Regions from separate parts of the Gossypium hirsutum genome. Here region 2 is linked to region 1. The links are chromatin contacts, called in public Hi-C maps. All regions are on one chromosome and are shown on one strand. Each heading gives the region's core, a stretch centred on a gene start, on an enhancer-like site or on the middle of the called end of the contact. The rest is flanking DNA. Distances are from core to core; before and after follow the strand shown. Region 1 holds the start of LOC107945484 (protein IRX15-LIKE). Region 2 holds the start of LOC107945714 (nicotinate phosphoribosyltransferase 2).

Region 1 (3,058 bases), core at 206-2,705:
TTTTTATAATAATGAATAATAGCTTAGAGGTGCTCTGGGCTCAGTCAGGTTTGAGTCAGACTCATATAAGGTATATAAATCAATTTTTTAAGTTCGGGTCCAACTTGGCCTAAAAAATAGGCTTATTTTTTTCAAGCCCAAACTGATTTGAAAACATGTATGGATGGGATGAAATTTATTAAATTCCATTCATCGAAGGTGTGAATTTTCAAGTTTGGAAAATCAATCAACTTGCGATGACTTTTTGGGTAGGATCCAGATATATTTGGGTTGAGATGTCTTATAGGGTTCAAAGATCTATTTCTTAGTTTTGAAATACACTTTCAATCACTTGATTTCAAGTTTAGGAGCTCAAGTTATGACCGTTTTAGTGAAGACTGCGCAAGTAGAATCTCTAGACGAGGTTATTACGGAAATTATGAGTTTCGGGATTTTAATTCGAGTTTAAATCTTATTAGGTTCGATTTTTAGGCTTATGTTTTTATTTGATATGAGTGCAGTATTGTATTTATTAGGTATTATTATTTTATTATTTATTTATTCCGAATTTTGAAGATATTTTTTAAGTATTTTAAGTATGATGAGAGTTTTATGTTTTTTAGTTCAAAATTAATTGTTTAGATTAATTAGATATCTTTTTATGATTTTAAAAAATAATTAACATTATTATATTATAAACTTTTCATCTAGTCAAAAATTAAAATAATAAAAAATATTAGATGCAGTGGTAAGACAGATTATAAGAGAAAATGAAGTTTAAACCTTAAAATAATATTATTGAAAAGATAGTTAGGAATCTTGAATATAAATCATAAAACTAATATGAAAAATACTAAAAAAAATAAAAAAAAATTAAAATTATAGAGCAAGGAATAAAGAAAATGCAGCATGATTTGTTTGTTAACGGCGGAACCAATCCAAAAAAACCCACATAATATTTTTTACAGTTATTATGCAAATATGAAATAATCCGGATGCACTGTAAATGGGAATTTTTGAGTAGGTGAATTGTCAGCTTCAGTGGTAACTAATTAATTAAGAAATGGCATTATATTTAAAAAGGTTACGTGAGAACTAAACCTGAAATTGATCAAAGGCAAAACGACTTTTGGATTGTAATTAGTTATGGGGTCACTCACAATAATAGTTCCCCAATCCACCAACTCCCTTGCCTCCAGCCACCCTGTTTTTCCCCTGCTTTTCATGCCACATCATGTCTTGGATCACCCCCTTTTCACCATAATCATCACTCACGTCAACTAACAATTTTAACATTTATGTTACAATATATTTTTATATAAAACTCGACTAAATAATTAATGAACTTTTATATATATATATCCGAGGTTAATGATAATGTGATTTATTGATAAAATATTGGATTTTCAATTTCAGTAATCAGGAATCAACTGATGGCAATATAAAAACATGCAAGCCCAAGAAAAGTTATAATAACAGACACTTGTTGAATGTATTATTATTATTATTAAGTTTCAACAACCGCACAATGTTTGCATAGAAAGAAAACCAACCAACTTTTTAAAAAATGAGAAAGAAAATACTTAATTTGTTTTCCATGTGGTTTAATTTGGATTCTAGAACATTATTAGGTTGTGTGTAATATCAGTTCATGTTGGCTAATCTCTTACATTGCTTCAACCTTATGTATATCCATCCTTAAATCAAACCCCATTTTTCTCTCAATCTTCTCATCAGAAGACCAAAATCTTCTGATTCATTTCAATAGAAGAGGGGGAAAAAGTGTTAAGAAGTAGAGCACTTGTTCCTTTTTTGTTTTTGACAGAGAATCCAGAATAAAATGAAGACCAGTAACACCAATACTAAGCTAATTCTCCTCCATCCTTATATCCAAAAACAAGGAAGCTCAAACAGATTATGGCTTCTTGCTTTTGTCTCCTTCTTCACCATAGCTTTCCTTCTAACTCTTATATACACCAGAGAGTCGATTTCTACTATAACTACTGCCCCAAGCACAACTGTCACCGGCCCTGCAGGCTCCGCCATTGGTGGTCCGCCGTTGCCAACCACCGTGGTCAACACCCTCCTCCACTATTCTTCAAAATCCAACGATAGTTACCACATGACATACTCAGAGCTCAAGCCAATCTCCGATGTGCTGAGGAAATGTTCTTCCCCTTGCAACTTCCTTGTTTTCGGTCTAACACAAGAAACCCTTCTCTGGAAGTCCTTGAACCACAACGGACGCACAGTTTTCATCGACGAAAACCGGTATTACGCCGCTTATTACGAAGAGTTACATCCCGAAATCGATGCCTACGATGTACAATACACGACCAAGATTAGTGAAACCAGGGAGCTAATAACATCGGCTAAAGAACAGATTCGGAACGAGTGCAGGCCGGTCCAAAACCTGTTGTTCTCAGAGTGCAAGCTTGGGATCAATGATTTGCCGAACCATGTTTACGAAGTGGATTGGGATTTAATATTGATTGATGGACCAAGAGGTGATGGACCCGACGGACCTGGAAGAATGCAACCCATCTTCACTTCGGGGGTGCTAGCGAGAAGCAAAAAAGGGGGCAATCCAAAGACTCACATATTCGTTCATGATTATTACAGAGATGTGGAGAAGATGTCTGGGGATGAGTTTTTGTGCAAGGAAAACCTGGTGGAATACAATGACACGCTTGCACATTTCGTGGTTGAAAGAATGGAGGAAAACAGCTTTCAGTACTGTCGCAACTTTAATCATAATATTACATCCACAAAAGCTTCCTCATCTTCCTAGTTAAAACTACTTATCCAACTTCATAAAAAACATACAGTCCAAAGGGGTCAGTCAAGATATGGTATTGAAGAAAAAGAAAAAGGAGAATATGGATTATTTATCATGATTTCATTGGAATTTTGTGTTAGATCGATCGACCCTTTTTTGTTGAGGGGGTGTGTGTGTAAGAAATAACCCTTTTTCTTTACAATGAAAAGAAATTTAAGTTCCTTGAATCGGAAGTTTCAGGACTTCAAATTTGTCATTAAGTTCTTACCCGAATTCTCTTCTTCTCCCCTTTGTTTATTT
Region 2 (3,301 bases), core at 394-2,893, 360 kb before region 1:
TAAGAATAAACAAGAATCATAAGCTCTGAATAGCTTCAAGATCAGCAGAGGAAAAACATTAATTTTACTAAAGGAAAACATGAAAGCAGTGCAAAACAGGATACAAATACTCAGCAAACCACCTTGTTGCATCAAAACCTCCAATATAGCAATACTTTGATGCCCCTATAGCTCCATCAGGTCCCTGTGTTTAACATGAGTGGAAATATTTCACAAAGAGAAACCCAGATATTGACACTTCAAACAAGGGGGAAAATTCATTAACCTGAGCCCTTCGAAGCCCAAACTCAAACAACATTTTAGATTGTCCAGCAACAAGTCTATGTCTAGCCGCATTTGTAGTCACTAAGGATGCAAAATTCACAAGGTTCAGAACTGGAGTCTCCAGCAATTGAACCACCTAAAAACAACAAATTCAAATACAGAGAAAAGGCAAGATGTAAAACGAAGGAGCCTAAAACAAATACCAAATTCAAGACAAACTGATGGGACCAAAATATTTAGTTAAAGCGTACTCACAGCGACTGGCCCTTCAAGTCTAAGTAGGGGAACCTTTGGGAAAACAACTGTTCCCTCTGAAATAGCATACACTTCAACATCAGAGCAGTCTATTTCTCTTAAATAATTCAAAAAGCCTTCCTGCCATTTGCAAAGACAATGAATGAGCTAACCACTAAATATACAAGAAAAGGTCGGAAAAGAAATGATCTACAACCAGAATCTCATTACTTGAATCCTCTATAACTTAGTTTGGTTTACCTCACATGAACCAGGCAAGCTTTTATGGATAAAGGAGACCTCTTCCTCAGTTAACTTGAAATTAGCAATGAGCTTTATGCATTCTTCCAAACCAGCAAACACTGTAAATTCACCACCAAACGGGTTCTTTCGGAAATATAGATCGAACCTGAATGCACGTTTTAAATTTTAAATCAAAAGCTCAAACATTCGATCTTTCCAAATGGAAATACTTTGAATTTTTCATTTCCGAAACTAACATGGAATAATTAAAATACCAATAGTTTAAAATTTTGTTTTCTATTATTTAATGCTAAATGAACTAAATACCAACTTGAACATCATCGAATGATAAAGTCAAAAGGAAAATAAGAAAGAAAAGGAAATCTAGCGGAAACAAGAAACTATAACTAACTACCTAACTAATAACAACATAGCAACCATAATCTACATCCAAGCCGATTTTTCATAGTAGCCAAACAAAGCATAGATAAGAAAGCGAGAAAAAAAAGAGATTTTATTCAAAATGAAAAGAAATTGGAAGAGTTGGAAAGTTACACGGCTCGTTCATTGTGTTTGCCGGCTTTCCAATAAGCGTAAGCCATGGTGAACTGATAAAGATCGGTAAGAAGAGGGGTGACCATGGGATTGGTTGGGCCGTCCATGACCCGACCCGCATTTTGACTCGCTCTGGCCTCCATTGTAATAAATAAAATCCTTCCGCCCGCCTGCATTTTATAGTGGTAGAGGAGGAGAGCAAGCGTGTGGCTCACGAGAGCATAAGAAGAAAGAAGTACGAAAGTTGATGAGATGGAAATCGTATTTTGGTTTTTCTTTTTCTGTGAGAAAATTGAGGAAAATAAAAATTAATAAAAAAAACTTTGGAATTGAATTAGATTCCAGCTAAATTGAAAAGGTTTAATATTTTAATTATCTTAAAATAAATAATCAATAATAATAAAATGATTACAAGGAATTCAAAAATAGCGAAAAGTATAGCTGCTTAGTCAGCCTTTAAGAGCGTGACGTGTACAGATTGCCTTTTCTTTGTGGACCTTACAAATCTTCTCCATTTTATTGGAGCTTGGATGATTTGTCTTTTTAAAAAAAAAAAAAAAAAAAACTTTTATTAACTTCGAAATAAGTGAACTTAAATGTCATTGTTAAAAATTTATTTTATCAATTGATATTTTAACATATGATTGGAATTCTAGATTTTCTTTAAAAAAGGTTTTTTATTGTTTTCTTTTTATTTATTTACATGATGTTTTCGCTTTTTCTTTTTATAGTTTCAATTTATGAATTTAATTACAATTTCTTTTTAACTTTAAAGACTTTGGTTCAAATCGTTATAAAAGTATAACTCTATTTTGAATCATATAAATGTAAGAAATTTTTTATTTTATTTCAATGTTTCTATTAGATAAAAATAGAAATGGATAAATATTGATTTTATACATGAATTTTTTATTTAATTCAGCATACCATTAGCACAATTATCAAAATTAAAATTTTATATGACTTTGATGTACGGTTGCACCAATATGTGATTATGGAAGAATTTCCAAGAAAACACAGATTTAGAAATTTGAACACATTTTGGAATTTCCAAGATTGGAGAATTAAAGAAAATATTAAACGTCCATATTCCCTTTTTGACTTTCCTTACCAAGTTCTTTGCCTCATAAAAACGAAATTAAATAATTATAAGTTTAAATTTTGAAATATGAAAGGATAAAATAAAGTTTTATAGGTCATTCACTTATTCCATTCAATTAAATTCAATTAAGTCTCCTATTAACCATTTTTATCTTTCACCACATTCACCATTAAAATCAATTGATTTACTCTTATATTTTCTTATAAAATTTATAAAAATATTAAAAATTATATAAACTTATAAAAAATAAAAAATCATAAAAAATTTATAAATTTTATAAAATTTTATAATAAGTTCTATTAATTTATAAAATATATTTAAAATTTATAAAAAATTAGAAATTATAAAAGAAATCGTTTAAACCCCTAAAATCACAATGACCACATAACATCAAACCAATTGTTGAATAATGGGAATAGTTATCAGATTGTTAGGGTCATTTTCATGTTGAATAAAATGTTCTCGATCTTCCACAAATAAAACGATAATTGTGAGACCTTCTCCTTTTTATTGATAAATTATTTTTTAATTTTATGTTGAGTCAAACCCGAACTATGCAACGAACACGAATGAAAATCGAGGAAATTGGACATGTACAAATATTTACATGGAAAAATCCTTCCGAAGAGGATAAAAAACCACGAGCAAATAAAACTTCACTAAAATGGAAAAAACCGAAAAGGGGAGTATAAGATGGAGAAACAAATAAAGCTTGAACCCGAATACAAAGATTCCCCAAAATTCACACAAACTCTCTCTTAATTTTGTTGTTGTTATTCTAAACTATCTGGAGTTACTAAGAGACCTATTTATAGTTTGAATTTCGTGTACAAATATTACTAAAACATCTATTGAATAATCAGAGTTAGACTGGAAAAATATAGCAGAGTTTAACCAGAAGAA

The links. A called contact is a pair of places that touch in the nucleus more often than the background predicts.
Region 2: a Hi-C map of leaf shows a contact between it and region 1, with 1.9 times the contacts expected there. The contact joins the promoter of LOC107945714 here to the promoter of LOC107945484 in region 1. A contact is called at or near these places in 6 of 34 Hi-C or Micro-C datasets (all in leaf).

What each region holds. Positions count from the first base shown.
Region 1 is chrD12:30,403,741-30,406,798 of Gossypium_hirsutum_v2.1, reverse strand. It overlaps LOC107945484 (protein IRX15-LIKE), which reads left to right and starts at 1,455. Exons shown (of 1, transcript XM_016879507.2): 1 at 1,455-2,985. The coding sequence starts at 1,820. The coding sequence ends at 2,770.
Region 2 is chrD12:30,762,286-30,765,586 of Gossypium_hirsutum_v2.1, reverse strand. LOC107945714 (nicotinate phosphoribosyltransferase 2) reads right to left here and starts at 1,643. Exons shown (of 15, transcript XM_016879810.2): 1 at 1,297-1,643; 2 at 760-907; 3 at 520-639; 4 at 266-400; 5 at 123-184. The coding sequence starts at 1,472.